Linked DNA regions of Sus scrofa: regions 2 and 3 are each linked to region 1. A link is a contact called in public HiChIP or PLAC-seq data. All regions are on one chromosome and are shown on one strand. Each heading gives the region's core, a stretch centred on a gene start, on an enhancer-like site or on the middle of the called end of the contact. The rest is flanking DNA. Distances are from core to core; before and after follow the strand shown. Region 1 has its middle 61 kb from the start of CWC15. Region 2 overlaps AMOTL1 (angiomotin-like protein 1). Region 3 overlaps AMOTL1 (angiomotin-like protein 1).

Evidence for each region. HiChIP or PLAC-seq counts read pairs in DNA pulled down with a chosen protein or histone mark.
Region 2: an H3K27ac HiChIP or PLAC-seq map of skeletal muscle shows a contact between it and region 1. The contact joins two enhancer-like sites. A contact is called at or near these places in 4 of 47 Hi-C or Micro-C datasets (embryonic fibroblasts, fetal heart ventricle, skeletal muscle and 1 more) and 1 of 2 datasets of contacts at active chromatin or transcription factors (skeletal muscle).
Region 3: a contact with region 1 is called in an H3K27ac HiChIP or PLAC-seq map of skeletal muscle. The contact joins two enhancer-like sites. A contact is called at or near these places in 6 of 47 Hi-C or Micro-C datasets (embryonic fibroblasts, fetal heart ventricle, heart right ventricle and 2 more) and 1 of 2 datasets of contacts at active chromatin or transcription factors (skeletal muscle).

What each region holds. Positions count from the first base shown.
Region 1 is chr9:26,984,298-26,987,732 of Sscrofa11.1, reverse strand. No RefSeq gene overlaps it. Among named protein-coding and RNA genes, the nearest start is that of CWC15, 61 kb to the left of the region's middle. Within about 2 kb of position 1,567, at least 16 of the 83 cell types and tissues checked have an H3K27ac peak or open chromatin away from gene starts, as enhancers often do. A contact at or near this core is called in skeletal muscle, where this site is marked.
Region 2 is chr9:26,834,377-26,837,811 of Sscrofa11.1, reverse strand. All of the region lies in intron 2 of AMOTL1 (angiomotin-like protein 1), which reads right to left. Among named protein-coding and RNA genes, the nearest start is that of AMOTL1, 24 kb to the right of the region's middle. Within about 2 kb of position 1,846, at least 8 of the 83 cell types and tissues checked have an H3K27ac peak or open chromatin away from gene starts, as enhancers often do. A contact at or near this core is called in skeletal muscle, where this site is marked.
Region 3 is chr9:26,852,659-26,856,093 of Sscrofa11.1, reverse strand. The region is part of intron 3 of AMOTL1 (angiomotin-like protein 1); the gene reads right to left. Among named protein-coding and RNA genes, the nearest start is that of AMOTL1, 43 kb to the right of the region's middle. Within about 2 kb of position 1,728, at least 12 of the 83 cell types and tissues checked have an H3K27ac peak or open chromatin away from gene starts, as enhancers often do. A contact at or near this core is called in skeletal muscle, where this site is marked.

The sequences.
Region 1 (3,435 bases), core at 318-2,817:
TTGTTTCTACATATAAGTGATATCATACGGTATTTGTCTTTCTCTGTCTGACTTCACTCAATATGATCATCTCTAAGTCCATCCATGTTGCTGCAAATGGCATTATTTCGTTCTTTTTTATGACTGAGTAATATTCCATTGTATAAGTATATACCACATCTTCTTGATCCATTTATCTGTTGATGGAGCATATGGCAGCTCCATTTTTAGATTTTGGAGGAAACTCCACACTATTCACCCCAGTGGCTGCACCAGTTTACATTCCTACCAACAGCATAGGAGGGTTCCCTTTTCTCCATACCCTCTCCATTTATAGAAATTCTTAAAGTTGCATCTAATTATCAAACACACTAGAAGCAGAAGGACCCACAGAAACGTATCAGCACACCTACCCCTCCCCACCCACATCCCCTTTGGCATCAGCACAGCCTTGGATGAGGCTTCCAGAGCCAGGCAGGCAGTGAGTTGCACTGGATGCCTGCCACCCCAGCTGTACCCTAAATGGTGCCACTGGCCTCGGGGAGAGAGTGGGGTGAGCCTATGATGCTTTACTGACTCTGGAGTATGCAGACTGTCCTGCTTCCCAAGAAAGGGCTGGGGCCAAGTGGCTCGAATTTCAAGGGATTTCAAAATTCTCTTACATCACTCATCTGCAGCATCATTATTAAAGAAGAGCTGAAACTGGGAATTTGAAATCACAGACATCAAGGGTCTCCTGCTTTTATTTTATTAGCCATTCTGTGTGTGTGTGTACTTTGCTGTTAGCCGCCTAGAATCCTTGTGGGAGAGATGAAAGCGAAAAACAGGCAAGCAAACAAATTTCAGAAAGGCAGAAGGCTCACACTCAGATCTCCTGCGGGAGATGTTGGCCAAGTTCAAAGGAGGTGAGAAAAGGGAGGGATGGGGATTTTCAGAACGTGAAGCTGACGAGCTCTTTGAAAGCTGTGTGTAAACAGAAGTTTTGTAAAACTTGCACTTGAAACGCGAGTCCTAGCTCGGGACTCTCTGGAGGCCCGTGGCTGCTGTCAGGAGGGTGGAAATTTAAGGCATATCTATCGTCTTTAATGTTCGTTCCTGTTTTTCCAAAAGGAAAGGAACAAAAAGCAGGTGGAGCTGACAAGGAAGCCAGTGGAGTTGATCCTAGAGAAGGGGTGTGGGGGGGCGTTCTGACATTTGGAACCATCCACGGTCTGACCATGGGGTCCGCAGTATCCACACGCCAAGGTCTGGCTTGGCAGCGTCTGGAAAGAGGCGGTGCCCTGGATTCTCTGACTAAGCCTCACTGTGGGTGTAGGAGGCAAGCTGCTCGCCCTGAGCCCTCCTGCGCTTGCCTTGCTTGGGACGCTAGGGAATGGTACCCAGAGGGACCCGACTCACCAGCTTGGGCCAGAGGAGAGGTGTTTTGGCATCTAGCCGTTTCACCAGCAGGACGGGAGGGCGCAGGGGCCGGGACAATGGGAACCAGGAGCAGGAACGCAGTCGGGAGGCTCCGGGTCTCTCCTCTCTGCTAAGTTCTCTCTCAGCCCTGCTCCCAAAATGCTGGGCATCGGTCTGCCAAAGCCCGGCTCTATGCCAGAGGAGGACTGCAGGCTGGCTCAAGCTGAAGAAGTCAGTATGCAGGGCATGCAGCATGCCAGGGAGGACCGTGTGCCTTCCCATATACAACCAAAGAGCGCTCGGCTTTCTCCTTAGAGCAAAAGTGGGCTCGGCTAAGAATGGAGGTCTTAGGTGATCAGATGCTGACGATTCCAGGCGGCTCCTGCCTCCTTGTCTGCAGCTCCTTTGTTATGCATTCTTGACCCATTTATCCTAAATCCAGGCCCCCCTGCCCTCCTGGGGCACAGCTGTGAGCCCTGACTCAATGCATTGGCCACACCCCTGGGTTTGGGGCCAGCTCTCTGTACTTTCCAATGTCTGTGAAGCTGCACGGGGTCTGCAAACGCCTCCCTCCCACCCCCACCTCAGCCCCACCTCATTGGTTGGTTTATCCCTTGCCTCTGGCCAGACAGATTAACACCCCCACCACTTCTACCCCAACAAGGCAAGTGAAGCAACTCGCTTCCTGGTCTTCTGCACAAAACAACACATGGCTCACCTGCTCTCCTTCTCTCCCTCCATGTGCCTTTGACACCCCGAGCTACCACCACTGGAGAGCCCCTGGGAGCCACCACAGAGGGAAATGTGCCAGGACTCCCCACTCCTGTAGCCCCCATGCTTTTGAGCGCCCCCAGCTGAGCCAAGCAGAGATGAACTACCCCCACCCCCCCTCCAAGCCCTGCCCAAATTGCAAAGTTTTGCCCAAAATAAATGGTTGGTGTCTGCCCTGTGTGTGGGAGTAATTGAGACCTGGCCGCAGAAAACAGAAACACCCAGTGTCATTATTGTCCCTTCCTCACATTGTGGACTCAGTGCAGCCCTTAGTTATCTTCCTATAAAATATCTTCCATCCAATTCCAGTCCTGATTAAATATTCCTTTGCCAGCTCCCAACATCGATGGCCACAGGACGAAGGCTGGAGTCTTTGGCACAGCAGCTCAGGGCACGGCCACCCAGCCTTATTTCCACCTGCCCTGCAGACCAGAGCCCAGGTGTCCTGTGCATGCCCTGGCTCTGTGCCACCGTCTCTTCTGCCCTCGGACCCCAGCCCTGTCTCCTTTTCTCACTCATCCACATGCAACTCACCTGTCGCCTGCCTTTCTATTTCCCTGCTCCTTTAGACCAACAGAGCGACCTGTCCCACCCACGAGTTTGACATTTACTTTTGTGCTATTGTGGTCCCTTCTGGTCTTTGCACCCAGACTCTGAGCTTGGAGGGCAGGGCACAGAGGGCAGGTGCAGCCTCTTCTTTGTCTCCACATCTTTCATCTAACACAGAAAGGGTATGTTGAGCTAACACGCATGTGTTCCTTTAAGCATGTTTCTGAGTTATTAGTGAGGCTCTGGACATTCTCCACATGCTGAGAATCCTGAAGAACCACCTGCTCTATGTGGTCCCCACCAGACTGTGATGGGCTTTATCTCCCCAATTCTGTATCTCAAATGCAAAGAGAGCCCCCCACCCACCCCCCGCTCTGTTTTCATCTGCTGTCCTGCTGCGTGGTCATTCTCTCAGCCGTGCTCAGAGGTTTTAGGTCATAGGTTTAGAGGCTGACAAAGGAGGCGTCCTCAAGCGTTGCCTGCTGTGACCTCGCTCTCCTAAGCCCCACCCTCCTGGCTCTGACCCTGGGAGAAATCCCAACCTCTCCATCTGGAATGGGGCCTTGTGAAATCTCTTGGCTCTTTAGCATTCGAGTTGGACATGAAGCTCTCCTCAGGTGACTGCCTGACAGGGGCACACCACCCCTCCCTTCTCCATTTACTGATCCCAGGCAGGAGAGGGCACCGGGCTCTGAAAAGACCCAGTGCCCACCCGGCATCAGCACAGATGGCTCGCTC
Region 2 (3,435 bases), core at 597-3,096, 150 kb after region 1:
TTCTTAGCAGAAACAGTACAAGCCAAGAGATGATATGATATTAAGTCTGACAGGAAGCCGAGGATTCATTTTGGTAAAAATGCTAAATACGTTCTCTGAAAAATTCAAATAACCAATGCAATAGACACTATTAATAAAAGCAAGGTGTTTTGTGGAATGTATAAACCACTTGGATCCATCCATCCCCAGCCTCCCACCCGGATTCCTGGTCCCAGCTATGGAATAGAGATGAAGATTTAAAAGACTTCTCACCCAGCATCATATCAAAGGAAGTAAACTCTGGCTGAGCCAAGAAGACACTAGAAGGTGTATGTGGCCATGAATCAGAATAAAGATGCATTCCAAAAATACACAAAGTCCCTGCAGAGGAAAATCATACACTTCCAGCTCACACTCAGTGGGATCTATTGAGTGAAATCAGACAAAATACCCTGTGTGAAGATTAAGGGCAAAAACATTTGCTGCCCCTGAAATCTATGACTAAACCATTAAAAGAGAAATCCCTAGGATGCATATGAGTTTCTGCTGAGATGCAGAGACCATTCTGATCTCCCACTTTTGATCCCAGCTTCCTGGACAGAGGCCTGAAAAAACAGTCCAGTTGGGCTACAGCAGAGCCTCTCTTTCACATTAAAATGGCTTTTCCAAGAAGCCATGGCCTTGGCCAGCAGCATAGTGTAGGTGCTGGAAGGAGAAGCAGAGACCTGAGTGCTAGCTCTGGTTTTGCCACTATTCTTTGCTAAGTCTCCAAACCTGCCTGGCCTGAGGTCTCCTCTGTAAAATGAAAAGACCTTTAGGAAACTTACTAAAACAAATGCCATGAGGAGACCATGGACAACAGATTCCATCGTGTTAATCGTCTTTTTACCACATGACGTGCAAGAGAAATAGACACAAAGGATCAAGCTTCACAGAAAGCTGGAGATGTCCTTTAAAACGGACAGAGAAGGGAAATGAACAGAGCAGAGCTCTGGGAATCAAGACTGGCAGAGGAATGTGACCTCTGCGGGCATTTGCTACGTGAACTTGGCTTAGGTCATGTGCCTTCCCAAGCCTCAGTTTCCTCATCTGCAAAATGGGCATGATAATAACTACTTGAAGAGATATCAATGAGGATTTGGATAAAATGAAATAATGTGCATAGCACTGCTTGGCACCCAGATCACTCTCAGAAAAATTCCTTCCTTCTTTCTTGACATGCTCAAACTCTCCCGGACCTTAAGACGCACCAGGAGGGAAATCCAGTCCTTCCTGTTTTTATAACCAGAGTGAGAACAGCACCCCTGAGTCTCTAAGTGCACCTGGCCTCTCCTGCCAGGTTCTGTTCCCCACACTTCCTGCCTCTCCGATAATGAGGAGCTTAAGCAGGTTGGGTCCCCTGGGAAGAGTGAATGGCAGCCGGATTCCCAAACAGCTGAGCGAGCACATCTATAACAGGAAGAAGAAGTGTTTTATAGATGCACAGAGAAAGGCTGTGGGGGCCCCCTGCATCAAATCCCCACACGTCTGATGTGGCAGCTGGCAAACGAAAGGAGCAGCTGGACGAGCTGACACTGCCCAGTCAGAAATGTTTTGTGTGTCAGGCACTGCATATGATTTCATTTGGAAAATGTGTTGCAGGCCTTTAAAATCAGTTTGCAAAACCACTGGCCCAGGTCCTCCAGGATATTTAAGGCGTGTCAGAAGCCAGAGTGGCAGAGGGACTTTCCAGCAGAAACTCTGTATCACCCCCAGACATCTTGGGTCCTCCCTAGCTGGTTCCCTGGAGGCTGACCCACCCTCGTGGCTGCCCGAGATGCTCTGAGGATAGCACAAAGGCAGATGTTGCATGGATCTGGCCCTACCTCAAGGCCGCTGACTCACCAGGATGACTGAGCCTCCCTGGCAGATCATGCTGTTCTCAGAGGACTCTGTGAAGCCAAGAATAAAACTTCAAGGCCCAGATAGTTCCAGAACTTTCCCTGGTACCTCACTAGAAATGTAAGCCCCATTAGTCCACAGTGGACCTCTGAGATGGAGGAGCTGGGACTAGCTGGTGCTGGAGAGGAAGGACATGGGGCCGGGCACGGAGGAAAGATGCTGGGAAGCAGGTGCTTCAAGGTCTTGGAAGACCATCCACGCATTGTGACAGCACTGTTGGTTTTCTGGCCCTGCTCAGAGCTGGTGCTCTTCTCCACTGGGCCAATGAAATAAGCAGCAATAATAATAATAATAATAATCCAGAACTGGGCCACTAGATCCTTTAACGGAGAAGGCAGAGCAGGGGGTGTTGGAGGGTGAATTGTGGGGCAAGAGCATGGCGGGGCTTGGTGTTAGGCAGACCTCGTTTCAAATCCCCCCTCTGCCACTGACCTTGAGCAAGTTTCTCAGCCTCTTCAGGCTCAGTTTTTTTCACTCGTAAAAGGAGAATAAGGGAGTTCCCGTCATGGCTCAGCGGTTATGATTAGGATCCTTGAGGATGTGGGTTCGATCCCTGGCCTTGCTCAGTGGGTTAAGGATCCGGCGTTGCCTTGAGCCGTGGTGTAGATGGCAGACGCGGCTCAGGTCTGGGGTTACTGTGGCTCTGGCGTAGGCCGGCAGCTACAGCTCCAATTAGACCCCTAGCCTGAGAACCTCCATATGCCGCGGGTGAAGCCCTAAAAAAGCAATAAAATAAAATAGAAAAAAAGGTTGTTGTGAGAATGAATGGTGAGCCTCTATATCGATACAATAAAAAGGCTTAGCATCATGTCCCTGTAGTGTATCTACCTAATAAATGCTTCCAAATTTTTGTTGTAATTCATTCATTTCTGGCCTGAGTTTCACATAATGAGGCTCCCACTTTGTTTCTGAGACTGTTTCCTCATTTCATCATTTCACCACATTCCCGTTTTGTCTCCCTCCCTAGTCCTCTTAGGACCTGTGCCCTTTCCCTGAGCCCCATCCCAGGCCTCTAAGAGCTCCCCTAAAGCCAACTGCTCATAAGGACGTTCACATTTCAGCCACATCGATGCCTTGTGACCGAACCTCACCCACAAACGGCCACACTGCTATACTCTGTCACTGACACCTCCATTTGTCCATCGTCACAGACTGATTGTCTGAGTTGGGGCCAGATATCATGGTAACTGTTGCCTGCCCAAGCTAAGCTTTCTCATCAGCCCCAGAAGCACATCACTTACCCAAGAACAGAGTCTCCCCATCAGGCAGGTCCAGACCCAGGTCTGGTTCCCCTTCCTATGAGCCAGCTGTACCCTCAAAGACTGTAGATACGTGCCATGGTGAGCTCAAGGAGGTGTGCCGGCAGTGCGTGGAACTGATCCAAAGAGGCAGCTTCTAGCCACCCCTTTGCCATAGCAATCCCTAAGGCTTCTTTTCATTTAAAATTCTATGATGGATGATTCTATTGCCTAGGTTACAAAAAAGGACCAGCAGACAAACCATACCTACTTAATT
Region 3 (3,435 bases), core at 479-2,978, 130 kb after region 1:
TACTCACTACATCAGGAACACGGCCTCTGCTCTTCATCCACTTGGAGGGGATGTTTTTTTCCTAATCTGTTCAAAGGCACTATTTGAGCTGGTGGTGGCTTTAGAATCTACATTTGTGATTGACTCTCTTTCGCCCTTTCTCTTCTTTCAGTGTCACTAGATGAACAGAATGGGGAAAAAGAAATAGAACACAGCTCAAGGAAGGAAGACCTACTTCAAAGTGATGAGGGAAATGAAGGAAGGCAGGAAAAAAGGGAAGCAGGAAAATAAGGGTAACATGGATTAAGTGCTGGTCATTTGGAGTTCCCACCATGGTTCAGCAGTAATGAACCCAACTAGTATCCATGAGGATGAGAGTTCAATCCCTGGCCTCGATCACTGGGTTAAGGATCTGGTGTTGCCACAAGCTGTGGTAGGTATGTAGGTAGCAGATGCAGCTCAAATCTGGCATTGTTGTGGCTGTGGTGTAGGCCAGCAGCTATAGCTCCGATTCGACCCCTAGCCTGGGAATTTCCTTAAGCCACAGGTGCAGCCATAAAAAGACAAAAAAAAAAAAAAAAAAAAAAAAAAAAAAGTTGGTCATTTGTCAGACACCGTTCAAAGTGCTTTAGATGTGCTAACCTGTTTGATTCTAGTTACACTCATGACAAGAGGACCCGCTGGACATGAAGGCAGCAGGTGGTCATGTGAAGCTACCCCATTCACGAGGGTCCCACAGTGACCTCAACTGCCTGCCACATTCCTCGGGCTATAGCTAATGTTCAGAACCTGGAATCCCTCTTTTAAGTGTGCGGTGGAAATGGCTTTTAGAGACAAAAGGGGAAATTTTTTTTTTTTTAAAGGAGACAGTCTGAGGTCTCTGGCTGGCCAACCACAAGGGCTACATAATGAACTTTTCCTTTTGGTCTCCGGCCAGTAAATAGCAAGCCTTTGGGAGACAGAAGCAAAGGACTCCTGGCGGGTTACAAGTTCCAGCAGGAGACGTCAACATTCAGCCTTTCTTTAACCCCCAACATTCCATAGGGTTCATTTCGGACCACGTTCTGCACCCAGGGGCCCCTTCTCTATTTTCTTAAAAACCGGAAGTTCCCCTAGAATATTTACTGGTGGTTGTTTTTTGGTTGTGCCCACAGCAGGCAGAAGTTCCCAGGCCAGGGATTGAACCTGAGTCAGCGCAGTGACACCACCAAGTTCTTAACTGCTAGGCCACCAGGGAACTCCCTGGGTTTTTTTTTTTTTTTTTAATGGAAGCATAGTTGATTTTCAATACTATGTTAGTTTGAGGCCTAGAGCACAGCGATTCAGATATAGATAGATATGTAGATATAGAGAGATATATTTTCTTTTTCAGAATCTTTTCCCTTATAGGTTATTATAAAACATTGAGTATAGTTCCCTGTGCTATCTCGAAGGTCCTTTGCTGGTTATCTGTTTTATATATAGTAGTGTGTATATGTTAATCCCACTGCCCTAATTTATCCGTCCCCCTGTGCCCCTAAAGTATTTACTGTCAAGCAGTGACCTGAAAGCAGCTCCAGTGTCCACCCTTCCTGGCAGTCCTAAAAAAACTCTCTGCGAAGAGACTGAAAATAAATCTGCTACCAGGTGGTCAGCAATCTTGCCAACTTTGGATGTGGGGGTACAAAGGTCACAGGGAGAGGAGAATGAAGTAGAGATAAATATATACACAGATCTGACGTTAAAACAACCCCGTGTGTGCCGTGATGATGAATGTCCGATCCAGCCAGCCTGTAAGGAGTGTGTTTCTTCAGCAAGCAGCAGACAGCCTGAGACAGAAAAACCACCCCTGAACATCTGTTTCCCCCATTTTGCCAAAGAGCATTCTTTTTCAATCCTTTTTTATAATTTGACCTGTTCCATTTTTCTGGCGGAGGGCCCTCGCAAGGCAAGCACTGCCTTTTCTGTCCCTATTCCAACTTAAGATGAGAACAGGAAGGAGGCAGCAGGAGGGGAAGGGGGGAGGAGACAGACTGAGGGGTGGGGCTGAGGCTGAGATGCAGGAGGAAGGGAGGGAGGGAGAAGAGGAGAGAACGGGGGCGAAGGGAGGGCTGACCCAGAGAGAGAGAGAAGTCCTTGCAAGGACTTGTCTTTGCAAGCCGTTTTAATGTGCCCCCCATGGCACAACGGATTAGAGAGAACCCCACACCAACAGGACATATTCCAGAAAGATCATCCAGGAAGAATGTAACCTAGAAACCATAATCATAGCCTTCTTGAACAGATCGAGCTGGTTATTTAACACTCTTCAGACTCTGGAAGTCCTGAACAATGGATGGAATAGCATCCTTGCTAGGCGGTCATGTCTGTGCTTAACATTCAGGAACAAGTGGACACGGCTCTATATTTTTCTAGTAATACATCGCTTTCTCTTTGGCAAGGAAACGCCCGCTCCATTTTCCTGTGTGTGTGCATGTGTGCGTGTGTGCATTTTACCCCTCCTTCCTTGCTCTTTCAGCCAAGGCGGATAATGGTTATTTTCCCTTCCTCCTTGATTCTCTCTACCAGCAAGAACCCCCGACACAAAACCTCACCTCCTGGGCCATGCGTAGTATCACTTTGAGAGCAAACATTAGGGGAGTGGCTATAAGTTTGGGGGGGGTGGTTCTTTTTAGGGCCACACCTGTAGCATGTGGAAGTCGCTAGGCTAGGGGTCAAATCGAAGCTACAGCTGCCGGTCTATACCACAGTCACAGCAACGCGGGATCCGAGCCGCGTCTGCGACCTACCCCACAGCTTGTGGCAACTCCAGATATTTAATCAACTGAACAAAGCCAGGCCTGACATCTGCACCCTCGTGGATACTAGTCAGGTTCTGAACCCGCTGAGCCACAGTGGGAAATCTGCGATGAGTTTTACACCCAATCCACCTGCTCTCAGTGACACTTTCAGATTCCTCGTCAGGCTTCCACCATCCTGCCCCCAGTTATGCTGCTTGCAAAGGTCTAGTTTCCTTTAGAGAGAGTAGAGTAGTGGCACCATCAGGAAACCATAAGAGGTTTCCTGTCCCAGGGACTCGGCACTGGCATACAGATTGAACTGTGCTGAAGGAAGCTAGAGACAGTTTTTCTGGTCGTTGTTTCAGATCTCATTATGGAAAATTCCTTTGGAGAACTTTTTCATGAGTCCTTATTTGGCGGTCTAAAGAAAACAACTATACCTATGGCTTTGAGTACCTACTGTTCATTCATGTAGTCAGCAAGTATGTACTGAACAGCCATACACTGTGCAGCCGGGCCCTGGGCTAGTAACTTTTACCTAATTTAGAGCCTTCAACCCACAACCAAATCCCCCTGCAAGGAGGGCAACGTGTATATTCTCCTCTCCAAGAAACAGAGACTGGCTCTGGAGCTAGAGGTTAAATTTGGAGTCGTTTCACCTTAGTTAGACTAGCTGTGTGACTTGGGTAGACAATTC